Linked DNA regions of Zea mays: region 1 is linked to region 2. The links are chromatin contacts, called in public Hi-C maps. All regions are on one chromosome and are shown on one strand. The core of a region is the stretch at or near the end of the contact, and the rest is flanking DNA. Distances in the headings are between cores, read along the strand shown. Region 1 holds the start of LOC109942346 (L-type lectin-domain containing receptor kinase SIT2). Region 2 holds the start of LOC100273432 (aspartic proteinase nepenthesin-2).

Evidence for each region. Hi-C and Micro-C count contacts between places; a contact is called where the count stands out from the background.
Region 1: a contact with region 2 is called in a Hi-C map of ear, with 2.3 times the contacts expected there. The contact joins the promoter of LOC109942346 here to the promoter of LOC100273432 in region 2. A contact is called at or near these places in 2 of 25 Hi-C or Micro-C datasets (ear and tassel).

The regions. Positions count from the first base shown.
Region 1 is chr9:44,798,226-44,801,250 of Zm-B73-REFERENCE-NAM-5.0, reverse strand. LOC109942346 (L-type lectin-domain containing receptor kinase SIT2) reads right to left here and starts at 1,728. Exons shown (of 1, transcript XM_020544270.1): 1 at 1-1,728. The coding sequence starts at 1,645. All of the region lies in intron 1 of LOC109942347 (a long non-coding RNA gene), which reads left to right.
Region 2 is chr9:44,480,094-44,483,279 of Zm-B73-REFERENCE-NAM-5.0, reverse strand. LOC100273432 (aspartic proteinase nepenthesin-2) reads right to left here and starts at 1,619. Exons shown (of 2, transcript NM_001147869.1): 1 at 1,505-1,619. The coding sequence starts at 1,607.

The DNA.
Region 1 (3,025 bases), core at 479-2,978, 320 kb before region 2:
TCTGCCCACATGTGACCTCAAGAATGAATATACCGAAGGCAAAAACATCCGTCAGAGGGGTTGCCCTGCCAGTGCGTGCTACCTCCGGAGCCAGGTATCCTATGGTGCCAACCACATGTGTGGCTTCTGGGTCAGTGCCATGGTCATACAATTTCGCGAGACCAAAATCACCAATCCTCCCATGGATCTCATTATCGATGAGCACATTGCTTGCCTTGATGTCACAATGTATGATGACTTTCTCACACTCCTCATGAAGGTAGAGTAAACCAGATGCTACTCCTTTGATTATTTGGAACCTTTGATTCCAATCTAAAGTAGGCTTGCCCTCTTTACCATACAAGTATTTGTCGAGGCTTCCATTGGGCATGTAATCATACACTAAGAGAAGCTCGCCTTTCCGCCGGGAGTACCCCAATAAGGGCACCAGGTTACGATGTTGAAGATGGCCGATGCTAACAATCTCTGTTATAAACTCCTTTATGCCCTGTTTTGAGTCGTGTGACACCCTCTTCACAGCAATATTCAGTCTGGATCCACGGAGAATCCCCTTGTACACCATTCCAAACCCTCCTGTACCTAACAGGTTAGCTTCTCTAAATCCTCTTGTGGCATCGAATAAATCCTTGTATGAGAACCTGTGAGGCCCATACTCAACCTCCCAATCTTCACGTAGTTCAGCATATCTTAGCTTCCTCCGCACGAATAAAAAAATAGTAATGCTTGCAGCAAGGAACAGAGCCAGAATTGTTATTGGCAGAGTTATCTGTAATGCTTTCGACCGAGCCTTCTGACCAAGACGAGGCATCTCTGGCAGCTTGGTAATGTCGATTGGTGGAGCAGGACTGTTGATGCCAAAGCTCCAACCAAGCAGATAGTGTTGCCCACTAACAGAGCCTGTTGAGGATGAGAAACCAATATACGCCGGATTAGTGATGACTGCTGAGAGATTGTAGTTAGCAGACAGCAATGGCCTCACTGGTTTGGCGACATTGAGGGGAGCTATGGTGACATTGATCTGTGTGGTTTCTCTGTTGTAGTTCACCCACACTTGCATCGCCTCATGGCTATCGAGTGACAGATCTTTGAACAAACCACTTTTATCATCATAGTAGCCTGCATCATGGGATCGGATGGAGCGTAGACTATTGACGTTGATGCCAACATGGTAACTGTTGATGTCCTGTAGGTCATAATTTTGGACGGTGTCGAGCTCAACTGCAAAGATGTGGCTGTTTGGGTCACCATTGGTCTGGTCACTGAAGAGGCCCAAGTACTGGGTTGGGAATGAACCCGATAAATTCTTGTCTGGCGCAATGAAGAAAGCTAGGCCATGACCACTCTCAGTCTCAGGATAGGTAGAGAGAATGGCGAACACAAAGGATACAGAGAAAGACTGCACTGCACCACTAGAGGACTCGTAGAAGAGCACCGAACTGGGGTGGAATCCATGGCCTTTCTGCCGAACGGTGCCATTGGTTAGCTCAAGGAGGCCGCTCGGCGTGACTGTCGCTCCACCATCGAGGGTTAGGTTGCTGCTAGCGAAGCCGGTGTAGACGAATTGGTCGTCGTCCCCAGCAGTGAATCCAGCAATACTAAGGCCTACGGACAGGATGAACAAGGTAATGTTTTGGTTCGCCACCATGTCTGTACTTTTCTACTCCTCCATTGGTCGTGCGCTGTGGTTTGCACATTGGAAGTTCTTTAATTTTGCTGTGTGGTCACACGACCTGTAGGTACTACTTATCCAAAACTTGAGACTGACTTGGTACAGATTTGCATTGCTAAAATGAAGGATTTATTATTTGCATGAGGCTGACCCATGGGAAGTTTGCACAAAGTTCCAGGACACGTCATGTCAAGGATTTGGTAGAATGTTTCTTTCAATCCATGAAAGCATGGTGGCTACTATAGTAGTCATTAGTCAAGCCGTCCTTTTTGTACGAGTCTTTCTCATAGTCAAACTTTCCTTATGGTTGCAGAGGATTGTGGGCGCTTAACAATGGTGGCTGCTAGTAGTCAAACTGTCATTTTTGGTCACAGTCTTTCCTCATTGGCAAAACTGTCCTTGCTCTCCAAGGATTGACGGTGGCTATCAAGGTTCAGCAAAAGAAAAGAAAAAAATGGCAAAACTCAGTAATCTTCTGAATAAGAAAAAACAAGGCTGTTTGGATTGCTATAGTCGTAATCCATGGAGACAAAAACAATGTAGAAATAATAGAAGCCGGTACAGATTAAAGTTAAGTGAACAAGCTGCTAGTAGTATCGTTGATAGCGGGGTGAACGAAGTTTCTAGAGCCCTCATGGTTTTGGTATGGCTCTAGAAAATATATCAGTGCATGAAGCATTGAAGCACTGTTGTTTTTGTATTTAGTACTAGTATGTATTGTACTAGAACTATGTGCCTTATAGCTGGTCATCTGGCCTGGACGCCTGGACAGAAGTTCGCTGGTCATCTGGCCTGGTCGTTGTTTACTTTGGCGAACTGGATTCCACTCATGTTGAAAAAAGATGGGTGAGGTGGTGCAAAAGTCGTCGCATGTACATGAGGTGGTAGCTGGTTCACATATAGTAATTCGGAAAGAAAATGAGATCTTTGAATTGTTGCCTTGGATGCAGCCAAGGACTGAATCGTTGCTTACGGTCAAATCCTATGGAGGAATAGTTGACAGACCAGCCGGCATGAATATGATGTTCGGTACAGTTCAAATTTGGGCTGGTCCGTGGTCTACTGAACTCTGCCAGATGAAGTGTTTCCCAGCTGGTGATGGCTTTCAAAACCCGGGGGGAGGGGGGGGGGGGGGGGGGGGGGGGGGGGGTTGGCTGAAGTTTTAGCAAACGGTCGTCTTTCAGAGTCGATCATCGCTTACAAATTTGCTGTGTTTTTGCTGCAACTGTGCCTAGGACTGAAATGTAAGCTACCCGGGGGGTGGGCTTATGCGGCAAACGGGCTTAGTGGGGCCGTGGCTGATTAATGGGGAGGGAGGATTTAGGCCCGTAGCAGACCTGTGTAGGTTTAAGTGGC
Region 2 (3,186 bases), core at 370-2,869:
TAGTTTTGTCCTAAATCCTTAACTTTCACTAGATTTTTCTTAAAAACATTAAAATCTAAATAAATAGACTATCAGGAATATTTCTCTAGGAATGTAATGGAACTGATGCGTGGGTGTTTTTGTTTTCTATAAACATGCATTGTTTAAAGTTAAAGAAGTCTAATATATAATAACTTAGTATAGAACAAAGTGAAACATAATTTGGAAGTTTTGGCATTTTTTTAACAGTGACGTGGATAAGGCACATATTTATTTGTTATCATTAATTAGTAATTGGGTTAAAATAACTTAATTAATATAAGTATGAGCACCGCGCATGCCAGAGAAAATAAAATATATGGAACTAATGCACGGGCCGGTCTCTTCCCGACCTTATCGTGCAGGACAAGACGAAGGACAAAGAGTGGTTCGTTAGGAGTACACACAACATCATAATTATTAATTAGCCAGCCTTAAACAAGAAAAAAAATATGGACCCACGATCGAGCGACATTAATTTGACACGCCATCTACTACTGCCAGCCTTCCACAATCCACACGCCCCTTCTCGCTATCCAAATTAGCACTGGATCGATGGTACAAGCACCTTTTCTGTGGTTCCGTGGCAGCTGAACTGCAGGTGTGGCAACAACTGTGCTCACATGAACGCAGGACACAATATGATATCCATGTGGAAAATCATTGCGCAAATCTGGCAGCAGTAACCGCACCGCCGTCGCCCTGCACCCTAATCCAATGCATGCGTGCGTACAGTGGGTGTGGGTCACACACAACGTTTGACACAGCCGCTAGCAGACATGAAGGAAAGTGGAGCACTACAAACTTCTGATCTCTCCGGCGAAATTGATCTTTTATGGCTAGTTTGGGAACCCATTTTTTTAAAGGATTCCTATTTTTTAAATAAAAATGAACTAATTTCCCTTAGAAAAATATGAATCTTTTGAAAAAATGGGGTTTCCAAACTAATCTTATAAGTGTTTGTTTTGGTTGAGCTCCACCTTTAACTTTAGATCAATCTGAATCTGCTTTGAGACCAGTCTGTTGGTTGGTTCTTAGTTTGCGATATATCGTCAACTGACATTTGACTCTTTTGATTGCCTGAAGAAGACCGTAGTCTTTGGGAACGCCGTAAAATGCAAGTGACTGCAGAGGAATATATAAATAAACACGCGCACACACAGGCACGCACACACGTATGATAATTAACCCAATAAATAACAAACCATCATTTCACGTTTTTCTTTAAGTTTGATGTGAACTTCACAAATTATATATAGCTTTATTGAAAATTTATCGCTCTCACTGCCAAAAGTTCAGCTCCTGTACGTCTGAACTTGTGTAGATACATCCTCCGAGAGGAACTTAATCCTAGCTAGTTCGTTCTACTCCACTCAATTATTGGCTACGATTCATCAAGCATGCAAGTGCAAGCGCAACCGTGAGCAGAGAGTTAAAACAAAACAAACAACATTAAGCTGTAATAACGACAGAAATATATGTGTACCGCCGATTTGCGAAGCGCAGACGCTGGTAGTGCTGTCCCGGGCAGGAGCTGCGACCGTGAGCAGGAGGGAGCAGCAGGCAGCAAGGAGAGGAAGCGACCCCATGGCGTTCCCGGGCGGAAAGCTTCCTCTGCTTGAGGCCGTGCGGTGTCGAGTGAGGGACAGGACGCTGTGTCGCCTTTTTATATAAGAGAAAGAGAAAGGTTCTGTTCTTCTATGATGTTTGCGTGTGTGTGGGAATCTCGCCGGTAGCTTTCGTCGCTCTAATTTACTGGTCATTTTGTCTGCCCGGCCGAACGATTTAAAATATGGTGATTTGGTGAGAAGGCCAATCATGCCGGTTAGTACCTACAGGATAAGTGTATATATATATATATATATATATATATATATATATATATATATATATATATATATATATATATATATATATATATAGTTTGTATATTTAGAGCCCTGATTTTTCAATAAATAGAGGAAGTCCTGCCTCGGAGGTTCAGCCGCACCAGGTTCGGTCAGCTATAAAAAATCCTCAGGCCGCCAGAGATTAGATTTTAGCGGAGTGCGGCGGTTTTCTCGGGCGAGCGGCGGCGGCGGTTTACTCGGTCGTGCGAGCGGCGGCGACCTCGAGGGCCAACGGTGGTGGCGCCCAAAGGACGGCGACCGGCGGAGGCACTCCTCCAGTATCGAGCGACGACGATGCCCCCGAAGCGGACGAGTGGCGATGGCGCACCCAGGCCCGGTGGCGATGATGGTTGCACGAGGCGCGGTAGGCTTTGGCAGCGGCGGTGGTGGCCCTGAGGGAGCGCGACGGCGGCAGATCCAGGAGGTGCGCACGCGCCGGCAGATCCCAGTGGCGCGAGTGCGACGTCGGCTCCTCGGAGGCACGTGCCCCGGAGTGGCACCCGCTGATGTCCCACCTCAGGCGACGACGCCGACCTTCCCTAGGCACGAGGGACGATGACAGACTTCCCTAGACACGAACGATGATGGAGCGACGACCCTGTTTTTATGCGATTTTGTATACATAGTTATGCTAATGTCAATATGTTTTATAATACATTGTCAATTCATGGCTCTACTCCCATCTTTTATATGTTTATGATATTTCTATTCACATTTTATGTAACCATTTGTTGATTTTTATGTAGTGTACCATAATACATAAATAACTTTCACATGTAGCATAATTAGCATCAGTATATATCATAAACTAGTTCTAACGAGCCTAACTGCATGGTTGTTGGATAGATACTATTTTTATGGACAAAATAAAGCATTGAAAATGATGATTTTTGTTTTCATGCATGTCAATCCATTTTCTTTCAACTCACATTTTTGTCATCCTAAATTTGTGCGCATGCAACAAAAAACAAATTTTATACATAGTGTACCGCAGTGAATAAATACCTTCACCGTGTACTATAATTAGTCTCAGTATATATCATAAACTGGTTCTAACGAACGTAGATGTATGACTGTTGAAGAGATCATATATTTATGATGGAAATTAACCATTTAAATCATATTTTTTTTCCATGCATGCCAATCCATTTCCTTTCAAGACACATTCTTGTCATCCTAAATTTGTACGCATGCAGAAGAAAACAGATGTTTTGCGCAGTGTGCCACACTGGATAAATATATATACCGTGTAGCATAACTAGTATCAGTATATGTCATA